Linked DNA regions of Muntiacus reevesi: region 2 is linked to region 1. The links are chromatin contacts, called in public Hi-C maps. All regions are on one chromosome and are shown on one strand. Each heading gives the region's core, a stretch centred on a gene start, on an enhancer-like site or on the middle of the called end of the contact. The rest is flanking DNA. Distances are from core to core; before and after follow the strand shown.

What was found. Hi-C and Micro-C count contacts between places; a contact is called where the count stands out from the background.
Region 2: a contact with region 1 is called in a Hi-C map of blood, with 2.7 times the contacts expected there. The contact joins the promoter of OTUD6B here to the promoter of TMEM64 in region 1. A contact is called at or near these places in 2 of 3 Hi-C or Micro-C datasets (blood and muscle).

What each region holds. Positions count from the first base shown.
Region 1 is chr12:8,006,689-8,010,326 of mMunRee1.1, forward strand. It overlaps TMEM64 (transmembrane protein 64), which reads right to left and starts at 1,719. Exons shown (of 3, transcript XM_065903107.1): 1 at 682-1,719. The coding sequence starts at 1,479.
Region 2 is chr12:8,175,199-8,178,790 of mMunRee1.1, forward strand. It overlaps OTUD6B (OTU deubiquitinase 6B), which reads left to right and starts at 2,282. Exons shown (of 7, transcript XM_065902501.1): 1 at 2,282-2,378; 2 at 3,006-3,157. The coding sequence starts at 2,297. It overlaps LOC136144872 (a long non-coding RNA gene), which reads right to left and starts at 2,005. Exons shown (of 2, transcript XR_010658651.1): 1 at 1,910-2,005; 2 at 1,502-1,802.

The DNA.
Region 1 (3,638 bases), core at 469-2,968:
GTATAAAAAGACAAATATATTCTCAATTGGAAAAAAAATTACCTGTCCAATTTTGTTTTACCCACTACCAAGTTATTTTAAAATGAAGTTCCTCCAAAGAAAGGTTATAAAGGAGGCTTCCCCCCTTATTACATTTAAAAAAGCAAATTACTTGATGAAAAAAAATCCTATTAAAAATTATAGGAAACTCCAAAATAGAGTCTACTTTCTCCTCTATTCACCCAAACTCTTCCTTTAGCCCCACACTGTTATAAACTTGAGCTAAAATACTGGATGCATTTTGGCAGGTTAGAGGGAAAGCCAGCCTTTATTTACTCCCTGACTGGTGCGACAGCTGCTACAGAATAAGATGACAAATGTTTAAAATAGATTCTACTCCTCTCCTCTCTTAATTAAGAGGGCTCATTTTTAACCAAACTCATATGCCAAAAAAGGAGTAGTTCTTTCTCTACCAAATCTCCTACTGAGGGTGCCCGACACAGATTGGCTTTATCTGTTTGAAATTTCTCAGGGTACGTCAGAAAGTAATTTCCACTTCTGCTGTTAATGTCACTCCTCTGCCGGCATTCCACAGGACGGAGCGCCCTCCCAGGGCCGCCCCAAGATCGCTCAAAAAAAAAAAAACAAAAAAACAAAAAAAAAAACTTGGGAGAAAGAACGGCCCAGCGGCACGCCACTTACCGAGAACACTGCGTTCTGCAGCCCGAAAGGTATGGGGGTGAGTCTGGCCAGCGCCACCACTTTGAGGCCGCTGCCCCCCTCCACGACGCGGATGACTGCGCTGAGCTTCTCGCTGCTCTGGATCCTGGCGGCCACCCAGGCGGTGAGCAGCCGTTTGCAGACCACGTGGGCGATGAAGGTGCCAATGAGGACGCCCACCACCATCAGCCCCATGCCCAGCACGAAGCCGTACAGGTAGCCGGCCGCCACGTTGAGCACGATGTAGCCCCAGCCGCAGGGGAACGAGACCACGATGAAGCCCACGACGAAGAGCAGGACCCCCAGCAGCGAGTCGAGGCTCTCGGCCCAGAGCAGGAGGTGCTGCAGGTAGCGGCGGACCAGGGCCAGGGAAGCGAAGCACACGGCGGCCAGCACGCAGACCAGCACCAGGCTCCGGCACCAACAGGTGCTGCCGAGGCAGCAGCAGCGCCAGCTTCTCACCTCGGCCACGTCGACCACCACGCCGCCGCCCCCCGGGCCGCCCGCTAACGCCCCGCCCGGCCCCGGCAGATCTGAGGCGTCGAGCGGAGCGTGGCGCTCCAGACAGGCGCTGAGCAGGGCCCCCGGGGCCGCCGCCGCCGCCGCGCTCGCCCCGCCCCCGCGCAGGGGCAGGCGCTCAGCCGGGCCGTCCCCCCCGCCTGCCGCCCGCGGCAGGGCCCAGCCGGCCGGCGGCGGCGGCTCGGCGTGGCCCGGGAGGGCGGCGGTGTACTGCAGAAGCCGCGGCAGCGACTGGAGCAGGCTGCCGCCGGCGCTCCACATGCCTCGGCCCAGCGCCGGGCCCTCCTCAACCGGCCTGCGCTTCCGCCGCCGCAGCGGCCGCGCTCGTCAAGCGGCGGGCCTTCATGGCGCCCCGCGCGCGTGGCCTGACTCGCCGCGTTCTCTCGAGGGGCAGGAGAGGGCCTCAGGGAAAAAAGCCTGAGGGCTCGCTGACGGAAGGATGACGCCGTGAAGCGGGAGAAAACTCCCGACGCCACACAGGCGGAGCCCGCCTCTCCGGGGGCCGAGGGGGCGGGGCGTCGGGAGCGCGGGGCGGGGCGTCAGCGCGCGGGGGCGGGGCCTGACGCGAGCTATCGTTGGCCCCGCCCCCGTGACGGACAGCACTCCGCCCCCGCCAGGGTAATGAGGAGGCTGGGTAGCGGCGGCGTACGGAGGGTTGAGTCGCTGAGGGGGCCGCTGGGAGGAGAGAAACAGTAGAGACTATGAGGGCGCCAGAGAAGGAGAGGGGCTTCAGTGAGGTGGAGAGTTGGGTGACGCGCGAGGAACCCTGCAGTGGCCTTCCCGGCCTTCCTAGGAGGCGCATGCGTGCCTGCCTGTCAGGGCGCGCTCTCTCTCTTGGGCCCGGTCCCAGTCAGCCAGCCGCTTGGATTCTCGCCCAATACTGTTGGCTGTTTCTGCAGTAACCTCTGATCGTTTATATCCACAGCTATTGTGGTGATATTGGAGGAAAAAGAGTTCTTCATCTGCTTTAAGGAGGATTTGCTCATTTTTACCTCCCCAGGTAGTGAAATCTCTGTGCACGTTTCAGGTCGTCGTTTGGTGCTTAAGGAACTTAAGGAATTAGGTATAAAAGCCCAACCTCGACAGAATGCCACTTCTGACCCCAGAAGCCTTTTATGAAGTGCCAGACACCTGGGCTAGCAACTTCTCGAAAAGATACACCGAAGAACATTCTTAAGGATTAACCGTACCAGATGACTCCTCCTCATGCTGCTTTCCTTTCTTCTTTTTGCCTAGACTCTAAGGTTAGTGTTCCTCAGGTGCTCTTTCCTTCTCCCTATTTAGAGCTCGCCGAGCCCTCTCATCTGAGTTCATAGATTTGATCCCACTTGGGGGTTATACGCTGATAACCCCCAAGTCTGTCTCTCCCTGTCCCTCCCTTGCACTCCAGCCTGTGGACACACCCAGATGGAATTTCTGTAGGTACCTCAAACTCAGCCTAGCTCTGGTGCAAAAAGGACCTAGTAACTGGTCACATCATTAACCCCTGAATCTCAGTATTTGTTTTTAAACTGCAAAATGAAGATGATAGTACAATTTTACCTCATAAAACTGTTGTGAGGGTTAAATAAAATAATGAAGATACTTGGCACTGTGCTTGGAATCAGTATTCAGCCATGAGAAGGTATCTCATGGTTTAGAAGTGTTGTTCCCCATAGATTTACTCTTTCTTTTGAGTTTCTTGTCTCAGTGGACGACCTTCCACCCAATTACCAGCCAAACAGCCACCAGGACACTTTGAGACCCTACTGATTAGATACCTGCTTTCTCATTCATGTCATTCCTCTCAAGCCATGTGGGTTTGGCTAGAGTCAGATCTGAGTATTTCAAAGATATCAGGCACAAGCTGCTTCACCTTTTTTAATTCCTGTAGTTCACGTGGAGGAGCAGCTCCCTTGTTTAGCTATAGTTTTACTTCCTCTCTAGAAACTTCCAACACTACCTTCCCATCACCCAGTCACACCCAGTTTGTCGTTTCGTTCCCATTCTCACTCTTCTTTCTACTTAGTTATTATCATATTTGTCCATTATGTTGAGATTTTTTGTTTGCATCACTGTTTCCCTCTAGACTGAATTTCTTTAACGTGGGCCCACAACTTATTTAATCTTAATAAGTAAAGAAACAGCAAGCACTCTTTATAAGTTTTTCTGAATGAATAAGATACAGTTTACAGGGGAGGATAAGAAAGCCAGACAGGAGGCTAACAGAAATGTTTGGGCAAGAATCCATTAAGGACTAAAGTAATGGTCATGAAGTTAGTAGGATGGGGATAAATTAGAAGCTATAGGCTTGGCCACCAATCGGGTGTTAGGAGAGAGAAAGAGTCAAAGCTAATACCTGGGTTTTCTATTTGAGGTAGTGGATAGATAATGGAGCCAATGACCAAGAGAAGAAGTACAGAAAGTTTGTGAGAAAGGTG
Region 2 (3,592 bases), core at 1,032-3,531, 170 kb after region 1:
TCTTTTACGGTTTGTTTTCTACAAATATGAGTATCCAGGGTTATAGATTGATTTTTGACCCAATTTTAATCTTTTAAAATAGGAACATTTAACCAGTTTGAGTGTCGTAACTCAGCAGTACCTGTATCAATCTATTTTATGCCAATTTTAATGCTTCCTTGCTCTTTTTCACCACTTCCCCTACAATTTGGATATGTACTCTCTATTTGTAACATTTATTGTCAAATTTACCTACAATGATCTACTACATAAAGCAGTAGGTACTGATTTTCCATAGGCAAGATGTACTTTAAACAAGGTTTCAATCCACTACCACACCAGTCAATAATTTATAAATTTTCTTTTTACACTACTAATATTAGCATTACGTTTGCTACTTTCCCCCTCCTATAACTAAAACTAGAAGAAACAAAACTGTACTATTGGTTTTCCCATTTTGTCAGGTTAACATTTATATGCCTTTATTCTACAGGTTCTGTCCAGTGACAACGTCCTTTTATTTTACATGTTTAACTTAAGAACATGAATATCTTTACATGCTAAAAATAAAGCAGTATGTTTTTGTTTTACAAAACATTTTTGAACATTTAGCATGCCTTTTAAGCTTATAAAGACATAAGCTGAAATTTTAGACCCAGTTCACATATTTACGTTTGCATTTAGTTTTATAATTCTACATAACACTGTAAACTTAAGGTTGTTTAATTAAACCTTACCATCAATTTTTTTATACCATTGCCGCCTTACTCTATTATTTTACTCCATGTTTTTTGTTGGCTGCAGTACATCATTTAACAAAGTTTTCAAGGGCAGTACTTAAAAGATACACTTTCTCAGCCTCTGCATATCTGTGAATGCTTCCAATTGCCTTGGTACAGAAATAACTTGTCAGGATATCTACTTGGTTCAAAACTATTCTCCCTTAAAACCATAGATGGGCTTCCCACGTGGTAAAGAATCCACCTGCCAATGAATGAGGGAAAAGAGACACCTGTTCCATCCTGGGGTGGGGAAGAGCCCCTGGAGGAGAAAATGGCACCCCACTCCACTATTCCTGCTGGGAGAATCCCACGCTCAGAGGAGTCTGACAGTCCATGGGGTCGTAAAGAGCAGGATGAGGCTGAGCCTCTGAGCAGAAACTGTAGGTATTGTCTTCTGGCATTTACAGTTGCAAGGGAAAAATCTGAGGTCAGGCTAACTTTCATCCCTTTATAAGTGGCTTGTCTTCTCTGGGATACTTGTGGACTTTTCTTCTTTACCCTTCCAATTTAAAAATACTAGCAGGATATATCTAGGTACTGCTTTCTTTTTACTAAAACTTAATGGTACCCAGGAAGCCTTTTCTACTTGTAGATCTAGTTTCTTCTTTAACTCTGAACATTTTTCTTCAGTTATTCCTTAATTACAGTTTCAGCTTCATTTGCTTTGTCCAGTTTCAGGTATTCCTATTATGCGTAGATTTTACCACAGGCCATCGAGGTCCTTCTTCTCTTTACTTGAATTCTTTTTCTGTTTTTTTTTTTTTTTTTTTTCTGCATGCTGTGAAAATTTCTCGTTTTGCGTTCACTTCAGTAATTCGATTTTGTGCCCCATCAGACTTGAACATTTCTGTTCTCTCAGCTCCCTCACACTTTTCAAGTGCTCCGACAACAGCACTTTTTATCATTAAGCATAGGTCTTTAAGCTCTGGTGCGATATGATACTTAATCCTTGCTATCTCTTCTGTTTTCACCGCTATATTCGTTTCAAGAGGCGACATTTTCTCAATTAGCTGTTTTCCTTCGGACCTGCAGTATCAGGACCTTGAAAATAAGAAAAAGAATTTAATTCCCTACTGTTTGACTGAATAAACACAAGGATTCCCAATGACAGTATTCAAGGTTTTGTTGAAATGTTTTTTCTTTCTTACCTTTTGAACAACCTTTCTGAGCAATGGGACCAAAAGAGAAAAATGTTCCGATTAACGAACAAAACAAACGTCCAAAACGGTTCCCCCTACGTCATCTCTGCACGCCTCAAGTAAGGGCCAATAGACTAGCGCTCACACGCAAACTTCAGCCGACGGAGCCACACCCACAACCGGCCGACGCGCTCCTCCCCGCCACCCCGCCCCATCAGCGCGGGTCAAAGGAGTGCGCACGCGCAGCCCTTTGACTTCCGATCCGGTACCGCCTTAAGGCGGGGCTGGATGCCAGTCGCGGCCAATGGCGCGCGGGGTGAAGGTTGAAAGGTGGAAGGTGGTGCTAGGCCGTGGCGCTGATTCTCCTCAGCGCGTGTGCTGGGCTCCCTACCTGTCATGGAGGCAGTCTTGACTGAGGAGCTTGATGAAGAGGAGCAGCTGGTGAGACGGCATCGCAAAGAGAAGAAGGAGCTGCAAGGTGACGGGGTAGTGGGAACCCAGGAGTTGCCAGGACCCAGGGAAGGGAGCGTGGCGGGTCGGTTCTGGGGAACGTTGAGGGACTTCTGAATCCTAGGCTTCTTCAGGGTTGCCAGTGACCTGCATCTCCAAGCCCCCTCAATCCCCTCGACTTTCAAAAGCTTCCTCTTTTCGGATGCGCCGCGTTCCCCCATCCTGCGAGACCCCCGAGGTGCGGTTTTTGAAAACCCTTGGAAGCTGCCGTCTTGGACCCAGGCCCCCCTTTGCTGTTCCTGCCCTAGTTGACCGACACTTGGCCCTAACGGGTGCGTTTTGAAATATCTCACCTCAGTTTTAAGGACTCGGAAAGGATAGTTGAAAGATTTAAACATTTAAGTCTCTTTCAACCCCCCACCCCCCTTTTCCTCATCCCACACCAAACTCACGGTTATGTTGTTATTTTTTTGAGAGAGGGTCTCAGCTTCATCTGGACTCTTCTCTGTAGCTGTCTGTTTTGTAATTTCTCTTTTTGCTTTCATCATTACTTTCTTCCTATACCCTTTCCTTCTTACCATCTTCTTATTGCTATTATTTCTTATTTCCTCTTAATCCCTGGGTTTTTGACGTAATGATTTTGGTGGCTTTTCAGCCAAAATACAGAGTATGAAGAATGCTGTTCCCAGGAATGACAAAAAGAGGAGGAAGCAACTTACAGAAGATGTTGCTAAGTTAGAAGCAGAAATGGAACAGAAACATAGAGAGGAGCTGGATCAGTTGAAGCTGACTTCTAAAGAGAGTAAAGTATGTGAAAGTAATGTTTCTCCTTGTCTACAACATCGGAAAGCAGTTGTCCACTTCTGTTACACAGTGAACTATATAAAATCGTAAAACTGGAGGGAAAGAGAGAGCTTAGTCATGCTCAGGTGTCACTTTTCATTGTTGTTTTTCTGATCCGATTTACATGGTAGTGTGTTTTTTAAGGAAGGTCAGCAAAGAAAGTCTAATGCCCCAGAGATGAACAGATTGATAAAATGGGCTAGAGGAAGCTTTACCAAAAGAAAGTGGAAGACCAGTTTTTAGTGTCAGAATTGCTATTAAATAGGATTTGAACCTGGGCACATTTACTCGATCTTCTCGAGCATTAATTTCTTCACATATATGATACAAATGCTACTGTTTAAGCATAAGATTTTTCTAAGAAATAGAATAAATGTGAAAGCATTTTTTAAGTTATGG